3 separate regions of the Zea mays genome follow, and all the other regions are linked to region 1. The links are chromatin contacts, called in public Hi-C maps. All regions are on one chromosome and are shown on one strand. Each heading gives the region's core, a stretch centred on a gene start, on an enhancer-like site or on the middle of the called end of the contact. The rest is flanking DNA. Distances are from core to core; before and after follow the strand shown.

Evidence for each region. A called contact is a pair of places that touch in the nucleus more often than the background predicts.
Region 2: a Hi-C map of bundle sheath shows a contact between it and region 1, with 2.2 times the contacts expected there. The contact joins the promoter of LOC100383391 here to the promoter of LOC100192968 in region 1. A contact is called at or near these places in 3 of 25 Hi-C or Micro-C datasets (bundle sheath, endosperm and leaf mesophyll).
Region 3: a contact with region 1 is called in a Hi-C map of bundle sheath, with 3 times the contacts expected there. The contact joins the promoter of LOC100281215 here to the promoter of LOC100192968 in region 1. A contact is called at or near these places in 4 of 25 Hi-C or Micro-C datasets (bundle sheath, ear, leaf and 1 more).

Annotation. Positions count from the first base shown.
Region 1 is chr7:137,744,739-137,748,728 of Zm-B73-REFERENCE-NAM-5.0, reverse strand. LOC100192968 (Pirin-like protein 2) reads right to left here and starts at 1,467. Exons shown (of 5, transcript NM_001138144.1): 1 at 1,151-1,467; 2 at 924-973; 3 at 755-822. The coding sequence starts at 1,239.
Region 2 is chr7:137,874,894-137,878,673 of Zm-B73-REFERENCE-NAM-5.0, reverse strand. It overlaps LOC100383391, which reads right to left and starts at 2,348. Exons shown (of 6, transcript NM_001176046.1): 1 at 1,735-2,348; 2 at 1,116-1,608; 3 at 903-946; 4 at 726-821; 5 at 122-632; 6 at 1-19. The coding sequence starts at 2,175.
Region 3 is chr7:137,512,820-137,516,916 of Zm-B73-REFERENCE-NAM-5.0, reverse strand. LOC100281215 (phospholipase A2, group IVB) reads left to right here and starts at 2,084. Exons shown (of 1, transcript NM_001154134.2): 1 at 2,084-4,035. The coding sequence starts at 2,181. The coding sequence ends at 3,269.

The sequences.
Region 1 (3,990 bases), core at 218-2,717:
GAGGTGAGAACCGGACTGTGACCCTGATTCTTTTTTTTTACACGAGCTCGTTGGTTTCTCGGCACAACCACTGGTACCAACTGAGTACTAGCACCTTTACAAATTGTTTTCAAAGGCCAAACCCACACGAATTGTTTATAGGGACGATGATACTATATAATATTTCGGTAAGGGGTACTCTGGGAGCCACAAAACCACATATGACTGTAGAGGTTAAATTATTTTTTGAATAAGGGTGCATTTAGTTGGATGTATAAAGAGGGATGAAAGAGTGTGTTTGGTTGGATGTATAAGCAGGGATGAAATTAGACGACCATATTTTATGTAGTGTTTGGATGAGAGTCAATTGGAGGTGAGGTGAACATGAGTGATTTTTGGGGGCGACGTGTTCCAAAAATCGTGTGGACGGTATAGCTCCCAACTCATCTTACTTTGACCTTAGAAAGTTAATGGGACTGGGCCCCGTCGGGACGGATCCTTGATGGAGGACAGGGGAATTCAGAACCCAACCGCGGAGACATCATTTGGCGCCGTTGACAAATGGCACCACCCACGCGTTTCTCGTTTCCGAACGCACCGGGTCCCGCTGAGATGTCATTGGGGATGAATGTGAACCAAGCAAGCAATGCCTTTTTGCGCTGAATGCGCCGCACGCAGGGGATGCAAGGCGACGTCCATGGCCACTCGTTTAGGCTTGTTCTGACGGGAAAAAAAGAAGAAGAAGAAAGGACCCCAATGAAAACGGTGATCATACCTCAAGCATGTAGGTGACGGTCTCGAAGCCTCGGTGCGGGTGGTCGGGGAAGCCGGCCGGAGCAGAAACTGCGCGGAATTCGGGCAAAGGAAACCGGTTACTTCAACCGAGATGCGGGGTGGATGGTTCAGAAAGAGAGAGAAAGACCGGATGGATTGGGAGAGCTCACCTGTGAACTCGTCGAGGACAAGGAACGGGTCGAAGTACCTCAGCTCGAACCTGCATGCGCGGACCGAATTCCATTCCCCGATCAGCGAATGAAACCAAGCACAAAAAAATGAAGAAAAAAATTTGCCATCTCCTTCAGCTGCCTCTCCATGGCATTGGCGTGATACAGCCTTGCCTAGTACCTAAAGACTTGTATGTCATCTGAAGACGAATGGAAAGCCCACGTACCTGCCGATGCTGCGGCGGACGACGGCGCCGGCGCCCTCGTGCTGCGGCCGGGCCAGGAATTTCCGCGCCACCTGCCGGGGCTTCTCCATCGCCGCCCGCACAGCGATCTCCTCTGCTCCTCCAACCGCCAGCAGCTCTGACCCGCGTTCTTGTGCGCACGCACGCAAGTACGAGTTCCACGACGACGACGATGGCTTTGCCGTTGCCCGTTATATATATAGTGCTTACTACTCGTAGCAGCACAGCAGCTACCTGGCCGCCTTGGTTCCGTTACGCCCGCCCGGCGCCCCCCGATAGGTCAAAAGCGACAGCTGCTCTCGCCCTCCTGTCCGTCCTCCTTTGCGCGGCGATAGCGAGAATATAAAGCATGACGCCGTGGCCGTGGGCGCATCTCCCCCTCTCCTCGCCAAGTCTTCCGTCCGCTTGGGGAATGGGGATGGGACGCCTCACTTGGCGGGTCACGCTGACGCCAGGCGCACGCAATGCCCCCCCGCGTCGCGACGCTTCCGGTGTCCGGTTGCATACGCGCGGCTTGTGACAGCGTCGCATCAGCAAGCGCCAAGCGGGCGGCTCGGTCATCGCCTTATCGTCGGTCAATCAAGCCTAATCCCTCGCCGTTAAAGCGCCACGTTGTTGATGGTCTCGCGTACTAACCCGTGCTCTTACTGCTACAAGGTACTACTAACGTACTAGTAAAAAAATGTCTGGACCAGATTGATCGTGCACAGTGGGACCGGGGCCGGCGCAAGCGCAACCATGGCGCGATCATTGCCTGGGATTTTTGTTCTTCCAAGCAACGCTTCCCAAGTTCCATGACCAGACCGAGCGGCCGCCTCATCTCTCATCGCTCTGAAGAATCTCCGGTTCTGACCGGCAGCGAGAGGTTTCACACGGCCTGACAGATCCGGCCGGACTCGGTCGGACTGGTGATGCTAGCGTGACGTACAGGTGAGATCACACACTGGATCATCGCCGGCAGCGTCCAAAGTCTATCTAGCGCCGGTGCCATGCCATCCTTTTCCGCATGGAACAGCTGCTGCTAATCCAGGGCATCGCTGTCGTTAATAAAAGTGCGGGGTTAGCCGCAGGTGAAGTATCTCATTCGGATCGTTTATCTTTTTTTAGTAATAAAGCCTGTGAACTTAAAGTGGGGAGCAGAAGCGAAATACTAGGCCGCTTGCTTGTTTGGATCCCTTCTTTCCGGCTCCGGCCACCCGACGACGGCCCCGCCCCGCCCCGGCGTTGTCGATCTGCGCGCCCGACGACGTCACGTTTTTCTTTTCAGAAATATACCATATGTTATCGTCAAACTTTGCTATAACTATAGCTTCAGTTTTACTCGTCGTCAGACTTTTTTATGGCAGCCACACTTTATCGAGGATTCGAAGTTAGAGACCAACCAGGTAGCATTATTCTGCGCAGACGGCCATAAAAAAGTAAAGTCTACAGACTACAGAAAGGCGAACTTAAGATATTTCGGGGGGTTTCTTCTTCCGTTCTTGTCTCCGAAACGCGTAAAATACCACCACAAGATCAGTGCACAGAATCCCATTTCTTTATGCAGCAAGTCGCTTAATTTGACTGACCGAGTTTTTTTTTGTTGGTTGATCTGGCGTTTGAGACGCCGTATTATAATATCTAGCCGAGAGGAATTAAAGACGGTGACACTGACATGCCTGCCTGCAAGGGATGCTATCTATGACGTCAGGATCGGACGGCCGTGACGAACAGGTTAACAAATACAATACTCCATCTCCCGTAACAAACAGAGCTAACAAATATGCATCTAGAGCCTACAACAAATGTCTTAAAATGAGTGTGTCTCTAGACATAAGATAACCTATTTCTAATTATTGTCTCTTTTTTTTTATTTTCAACTACTTTCAAGGAGTCTACTGGTTTTATCTTTTATAGATGCATATATATGCAATTTCTTAATATAATACTGATCTCTTTGCCTTAAATTCAGGAGTGCATTCTTGTGACAGGATGGAGTAGTAGTTGGCAAACGGCGTGAAGCTTTCTTTCGTCGAGGCGAAGATGAGACGGGTTTCCGGTTCCGGATCAGTACGACTACGTGTTCTCATGTCAGCTAAAACCTTCTGCCTGACGTCTGTGTGAGTCACGACGACGTTGTCACGCTGGGCACGAGACGAGACACATGTATTACAAGTTTTGGACACAACATGGGGTGAGACGTCCGTGTCTCGCTCGCATTCGCATTTTCGCGTGTCCAGTCCATCATTATAGGGACCCCTTATCTTACTCTCCAGCATAGGGAGAAAAAACTACTTTTCACGTTGCTGCTTATAGGAGTTATAGGAGTAAACGACGTACTACCTTCGTCCAAAATAAAGTTCGTTTAAACTTTTAGTTGATTTATAATTTTTAGTCACTCTATTTTATTTTATTTTATTTTATTTTTATCTCTAAATTACTAATTGTGAAAACAATTTAGCAACTAAAATAGAATATAATGAAGAAACTAAAAATTATTCTCTATAAATCAAACACCACCTTAATGTATTTATTTTATATATGTGTCTAGATTTATCATCATCTATTTGAATATGGACAAAATACCAAGAACTAAAACGGGTAATATTTTAGAACCAAACGAGTACTAGTTAAGAATATTTAATCACTTTAGTAGGAGTGCTACCTTGAACTGACAGTTAGCTGAGCAGAAACATACTACGTTCTTGGGTTTCAAGCTTACTATGCTCTCAGGCGAACCTAACTATTGATGATAACTTGAAGTGCTAGTTCATTATCCCTAACCCACACTCTAGAGTCTAGATGTTCATGCCTAGTACCCTACAACTAATAATACAATAATT
Region 2 (3,780 bases), core at 1,099-3,598, 130 kb before region 1:
ATGCCAAAAACCAGAGAACCTGCATAACACAGAAGATAAGAAATCAGCAACAAAGCTTCTCTACCGACCGAGTCTGCTATGATCGCGCAGTGCAGGAATTTGCAGGTTTTATGTACTTTACCTAGAGTTGGCAGTAGTATCGTGAGAGCTGCAACGCCGACGAGTTTGATTGGCATGCCAGTGACCACCATGTCCCTGATGGTGATGTACCCGGTGCCGAACCCGACGACGTTCCCCGGCGTCGCGGTGGGCAGCAGGAACGACAGCTGCGCGCCGACGGTGCCGGGGACCATGAGAAGCAGCGGGTGCACGCCGATGGACTTGCCCAGCTCGGCGAGCAGCGGCAGCACCAGCGTGGTGGTGGCGTCGTCGGAGGTGAACTCCGTGATGAGGCCGCTGAAGACGCAGGCCACGGGCGCGATGGCCAGCGCCGGCGCGCCCTTCAGGAAACCCAGCCCCGAGGAGAGGATGTCCGTGAGGCCGCTCGACCTGAACCCGTCGGCGATGGCGAAGCCCGCGCCCAGGAGCAGGATGATGTGCCACTGCAGCTTCCGGCACTTGCCCCAGTCCATGAGCTTCTCGCCGCCGCTCTTGCCGCTCGGGATGATGAACAGCAGCGTCGTCATCATGATCTAGGTATAGAATGCTGTCCCGTGAGGCCCACGCGGCGAATCGTCGCTGAGAAATGGTCCGAGGACCGAGGGTGCGGGTTTTTGTGTACTTACAGTGACGGTTCCGTCCCCGACTCTGCCGTCGAAGAGGACCGCCCACCCAGGGATGTCGTCCGTCAGGCTCCTGGTCATCCATAGGACGATGAGAGCCTGCAAGAATTGGCCAGTGATCGTTTGAGACTCATGCTATCCAAAACCTGAACTGCCACAGAAACCACGAGCGCGACCTACCCCGAAAACGGCCAAAACCATCTTCTCTGCAAACGCCATTGGACCTGTCACAAATCAAGATGGAGACCCCATCAGAGAACTGAAATAAACGACCAGCACTAGACGTTTGTGCTTCAGAATAACTGTCAAAGGAAGCACTTTCATGCCATTGTGAAGTTCATTTTCTAATATTCCAGAGACCGCCGCCAGAAGGAGGGAAAAAAAGAAACCTACCCATCAAGCTGAGCTCTCTTCTGAGGTCATTCCTGTCGAGGTAAGCGGAGAGCACCCTCCCCGTGTTCTTGGTGCAGTACCTGAGGCAGAGCGTGACCCAGAGCGCCGCGAACAGGACGAGCGTCATGGGGAGGCCGAAGCACATCCAGGAGCTGAAGGTGATGGGGCGCTGCTCCGGGAAGTAGGTGGACCACATCCCCACCAGGATGATGTTGGCGCCCGTGCCCGTCAGCGTGGCCATCCCGCCGATGGTGGACGCGTACATGATGCCGAGCACCAGCGCCTTGGAGAACCGCTGGAGCTCCCGGGCGTCGGCCCCGCCCTCCAGCTGCTGGTCGCGCGGGAACCGCTGCAGGATCCCCGTCGCCACCTGGATCATCATGACGGTGCACGGCGTGTTGTGGATCCACATGCTGATGAACACGGTCGTGCCGCAGATGCCGAGGAGCAGCAGGTGCGGCTTCACCGGGTCACCGCAGAACAGGGACGTGATCTGCGTTCGCGTCGGAACGAGCTACACAACGTTAGTCTTTTTGTTTTGTTTTCTTGTGCCTTTTGTGTTTTTGGCCGCGTTCGAAACTTCGGTGGCGGCGCGTGCGCGGGCACGTAACATACGTACGTTGAGGGCAAGGCGGCGGTGGATGCCGTAGTGCTCGATGGCGAGCGCGAGGATGAAGCTCCCGAGGACGAGGGAGATGACGTCGTCCATGTAGGCCTTGGCGACGGCGTCGGCGGAGGATACGCCGAACGCGGGGAAGAGGAACAGCGGCGCCATGGACGCGACGCCGAGCGGCACGGCGTCCGTGATCCACCACAGGAACACCCACGCCAGCACCCCGAGCATGTTGCGCGCCGCCGGGTGGCCGCCGAAGTCTCCCAGCGCGCAGATCACCGCGCACGCCAGCGGGCCCGACGCGACGGCCAGGTACTTGTTGGTGGTGAGCAGGGACCCGAGCCCGGAGCAAGAGCAGCGTCCCGCAGGCCTGTCGTCGTGCACGGGCAGCAGCGGCCTCGTCACGTCCTCCGTCGAGCTCTCCCAGCATGCGCGTCGCGGATCCATGGCACGACAGAACTCGTCGGAAACCAGCCGTGCCCGTTCGATTGCTTGCTTTGTTGAGGTCTTGAGGAGTGAGGTTTGCTGGCTGCTTCTATAGGCGCGGGAAACTGGGAGAACACACAAACACGGCTGCCACGGTAATAACGAAAAGTAATACTACACGGCAGTGAGTTGCGTTCATCCCGTGCATGTACACGTAGGCACAATGGCTATATATACCCGAGAAGTTTCTAAAAAAAACTCAGATGCAGGTCCAACCGTGCAAGCGTCCCAGTGGAACGTTCCAACCCTGACGCGTCATCGACGTGCCATGTCAGATATTAAGATAGTGTTTGAATGCACCGTAGCTAATAGCTAGACCCTGTTTAGATTTTATAGAGCTAATAGTTAGCTAGCTAATAAATTATTATATGGTTAAGTCAGCTAATGAACTAATTTTTTGGTGTGAAGTAGCTAACAATTAGCTGATAGTGTTTAGAATCCAATAACTAATTTTTAATAGCTAACTATTAATTTTAGAGGTTTCAAACTAGACCTTAGTTGGCTAAAAAATTGCTAGTGGAATTAGCTAGCTAACTATTAACTAATTTACTAAAAAATAACTAATAGCTGATCTATTAGCTAGGATTTTTAGATGTATCTATCAAAATTTAGCAGCTAATTATTAGCTATATTTCATTCAAACACCCTCTAAGTAATATTCTCTCTGCTCTTTTTTATTTGTGACGGTTTAGTTCGAAAATGAACTAGCGGACTACAAATATTTGAGAACGGAGTTAGTACCCAACTGAGGTCAGACTCTATTTGCAATTATGCATGATCTGATCTCTCTGTTTTTTCTCATCGGGCACCAGGCACCGGATAATATGTTAGCGAGAGCGGCGCGGTGCCAAGTTGGCGTCCAGATAAGCACGGTCCCTGGCCCAGAAACCGGATAAGACATGCGGTCGGCCCGTCGATGCCGACGCAATGACGCATATCCGCTCGCATCGCATGGCCTCCCTCGCCTGGCGCCCCCGCCTGATCCAGCCCTTGCCGGACTGAAGAGGCGGCAGCGGTTGGTGCACGGGGCGACCTGCCCGCGCGCGGCCTCACAGCGACAAGCCTTCACCTGCACCTGCAGGCCGCCGCGACAGGTCGGCCGACGGCCGGCATTTCCCCGACCCGGACACGTACTTTTTTCCACGGACGGGACGACGCGCGCCATACTATCCAACGCACGCGACGACGTGGCGGGGCGGCGTCGTGCTGTTCGTGGACCGACGGGCGCGGCGGGGCGGTGGAACATGCAAGGTTTCGTTTTGATGCGGTGCGTCATGCATGTGCGGCCCGGCCCGGACCCGGTCTGGTCGAACAGGTGCATGTGCATTCTCTGCCTGTTCCAACGGGCTTGACACGATGGCCTGGCCGATGTCAAGACCCATGCCCTGGGGCGCGACGACGAACTCGTTGCATGGCCCGGGACATCAGTATGTTTCTTGGTCGTTGCCGCTGGGGGGCAGTCAGTCTTGCGTTACACCTGGGTTGCTTGCGACTTGCGATCGAGCGTGTTTTTTCCAGTTGCGTGGCTCAGGTATTCTTGTTGCACTTGCACATGCATGCCGTCAG
Region 3 (4,097 bases), core at 835-3,334, 230 kb after region 1:
CAGTGGCATGCATGTGACACTAGATTCTCATCTCGTTGGATCTGTAATCAGGTACACATGTTGTTCCTTGTAATGCTCTCCTAATGTACTATATTTCCTTTCAAATAAACAAGGATTAAAGCGTCTGTGCGCAACAGAGGTAAAAATAACTGTGATTGTAAGTAAATGTAAGAAAATTTTACTCTTGTTAAACCAAAAAAATAGACCAACATAACAGGAACAAGACGATAAGCATCCAAAGAGGACTCAAACTTGAGTGGTTCAGTGGTTAGATGATCACACCTTTCAACAAACCAGTTCAGTTAGACCCACTTCCAAAAAAAAAAGACTAATGTAAGAGGATTTGTGTGGGTTTTAACTTTTAAATGAGCGCCCAGATTTGATACGAAGAGAACTTGAACCTGGGTGACTGGTGCATGACTGCACGTCTGCACCTTCCACATCCAACCAATTGAGCCAGCATGTTATTTTCAAATGTGAATTAACTACATTGTATTACTAAGGAATTCTTGATCCTTACATCTATCTTTAAGAAAAGTTAAGGTTCCTTTTTAAATTTTGTGTTACCCAGAACAGCCGACCAGTAATTCCAGAAGACAACGGAATTACTCCCTCTATCCAAATTAGTGATGGTATATACGAAAACATATTCAGATACACAATACAGTACCAAATAAGCAGGTCGTATTTCCTTGTGGACATAATAAAAGTGATTTTGCTGTTGTAAACAGTTGTGACTTTGATTAAAGTGGGAGAAATGCGACCTAGAAGACAAAAGGCGTGCAAAGCGTCCTTGGAACATATGGAAAGCTCTAGGCCTTCGATCAGTTCCCTTATTTCTTTCTTCTGATTATAATGTTACCAAAATTCACAAAAACAATAGTTCAATACTCCCCACCCCCCACCCCACCCCCAACGAGCCTAGAAACGAAGGTTTTTGACGTATGAGCAGATGTAGTTAAAGGATCTTAAAATGAATTGTTTTACACTCATTCGTATAACTCACACTCTAAATACACAAACAACCAAATAAAATCTTTGATAAAATTAATGTATGCAGTGATGTAGGATAAGACGATGCGCTAACCGATCAGACGGATCGTGAACAAACGCTGCACCGACACGTCGGCCAGGCGTAGTAACCACTTGCGTGCGATGACCGGACGCGGTCACTGCAAGCAGGTATGCTATGGCCGTGAGTGAGGCCATAACCAATCACAAGCAGAGATTCCCATAGCCTTTTGCAAACAAATGGACGAAACCAAAAAAAAACACTGTATATAGTTTCCAGTGCCTGATAAGACGGCGTGTGCCGTGTGGTGTACTACGCAATTACCCACATGGGCGGATTTACGCATACGCCCTCCTCGCCATGTCGAAATGTCGAGACCAAACAAGAGTTCTCGCACCAATGATGCAGCTATTAATAATCTATACGCTTAGCCGTTTCGGGTTATTCGTAGCAGCAGGTCAACTAGCTAGGGAGACGGTGTCAAAGCTAATTAAGCATATGCAATGTGAGGGAATGCTTTTGCTTCGTCAACCCGTAGTAGTTGGAATAGTAAGGTTTTAGTACTCTTACCCGCCAAAAAAAGAAGAGTTCAGTACTCATCGTCAGTAACAGGGTCTTGCATGGAGCCGTTGACATGTTTGGCAAGACAGAGAGATCTAGTCCTGTTTGGGAGCTGCTGTTCAAGTTGACATGTAGTAGTTAGTCTCAGTGATTTCATGCTTACTTGCCTCTCTGATCTTCACCGCATGATGAGTTCTAAGACTTGTGATAGACATATTTAGAGCTTACTTCCAGTGTATATATGCTGTCCCGGTAGAAATATTTCTTTCAAAATTAACAGTGTATTCAACTGGAGAAGCCCTCTTTCAGGCCTTCTTCTATTGTAGGCATAAATAAGCAAATGGCCCAATCAGCAATCTACTGTGGACACAAACACAAAAAAGGCCCATGTCATAGGCTACTTCAAGCCCAACAAATCCCAAAATCGGGAACATCCACCTGCCCAGGCCCAAGCCCAAGCTCCTTAAGCTTAACCCCAACAACGCGCCTTCCCCCAGAACCGCTTTGCCGCGCATCGTGCCGCGGTGCCGCCGCCGCCGTTGCCTGAATTGGCAAAACCAACGAGCAGTCAGAGCGGAAGCCGCCGCGGCGCCCGCCACCAAAGCCAATGGAGCCCGCGCTGCGCGAGCTGTGGGCGGAGTCCCGGGACCTGTTGGGCCTCCCTTCCTCTTCTCAGGACGCCACCGCCGTGCCGCGCGTCAGCCTGCCCCCGACGCCGCTCGCGTTCCTCCGCGACCACGTCTCCCCGGGCCGCCCGCTCCTCGTCTCCGCCGCGGCCACTCGCCACTGGCCCGCCGCGTCGCTCTGGCCCACCGCCTCCTACCTCACCGACGCACTCCGCTCCACCGCCGTCTCCCTCCACCTCACCCCCGACGGGCGCGCCGATGCGCTTGCCTCGCACCCGCACCCACGGCGACCCGGGTCCTCGAGGTGCTTTGCGTCCGCGCACGTCCGCCGTGTCGACTTCCCTACCGCGGTCCGGCTTATCAGGGGATCCGACCCGGCCGCCGGCCTGGTAGCGTACGCGCAGCAGCAGGACGACTGCCTCCGCGGGGAGTACGCGGCGGTCGCCGGTGACGTGGACGCGCACGTGCCGTGGGCCACCGAGGCGCTCGGCTGCCTCCCCGAGGCCGTCAACCTCTGGATAGGCAACGCCCACTCCGTCACCTCCTTCCACAAGGACCACTACGACAACATTTACGTCGTTCTGTCCGGCGAGAAGCACTTCCTCCTGCTGCCCCCCACCGAGCACCACCGTCTCTACGTCCGCGACTACCCCGCCGCCCGCTACGTTGCCACGGAGCAGAGCTCCGAGGGGGGGCGCCAGTTGAGGCTTAAGCTGGAGATGGAAGTGCCCGAGAGGATCGTTCCCTGGAGCAGCGTCGACCCGTGCCCGGCGTCGCCCGAGGAGTTGGCCGTGCAGGCGTCGTCGTTTCCGCTCTACTTTGACGGGCCGGCGCCGATACGGTGCACGGTCCGGGCCGGCGAGATGCTCTACCTGCCAAGCATGTGGTTTCACCATGTCAGCCAGAGTCCAGGGCCGAACGGGCTCACCATTGCCGTGAACTACTGGTACGACATGCAGTTTGACATCAAGTATGCTTACTTCAACTTCTTGAGGTCGCTGGAGATCAATGGTTGTTCATCGGGCAAACCTGATGCTTCGGAAGGTGATCTAGAGGAGAAGAAAGATTGAGGTGGCGGACAGTGACTTTGATTACCCCTGGTTTCCGCTGAGCATCACGATGCTGTGCCGGGCTGGGTTTCTCGCGGCCACTGTCTAACAGAGTAACAGCTCTTCGAGCATAACGAGGTGTTGCTAGACACATGGAAACCAATTAATCGGCCATGTATGTTTGCACAACGTTTGCAGGTGCCAATTGGCCTATCAGACCCAATGTGGTTGCAATGCATTGTCAAAGTTTGGTGGCATTCACAGAGAACATGAATTTTGTTTTGAATTCAGTCCATGGGTTCCTGATCGTCTTTGTTTCTAGCGATGATTCTTGATATGCTGGAGGCCTGATTTATAGCTTGTGCAAATCAGCATCATTCACTGGAAGGATGGATTGTCCTCGTAGAAATCTGAATGCCAGATAAAGAACTGCGTGGCGTGGATAAAGAACTTTATCATCATGGGTGAGACGCTACCTTTAAAGGTTGGATAAAATTGAGGTCGGACAGCGATTAATCCATAAGGTTGGAACTTGAAAACCAAGATGAGGCTATCTAGTCAAGGGAGTCTCCGGCGTGGAAGAAGTGGGAGAGGGGGCAGAGTTTCACTTCTGTCCATGTGTTGATGGTCAGACTTCGTTGTTGTTGTGAGTTGTGACTTGTGAGAGCCGGCACCCATACCAATCTGGTTCCTGTGCTTGTTATAGTGTGCCTTTGCTTATTTGGGTTTCTTCCGTACGGAAGTACGAATTCCTTGTATCTTTTTGTTAACAGGTCTCAGAGCCATTGTCAAGTTTTTTTAGAGAAGCTCCATATTCCTGCGGTGGACACATGATGCAGCACTCGGCAG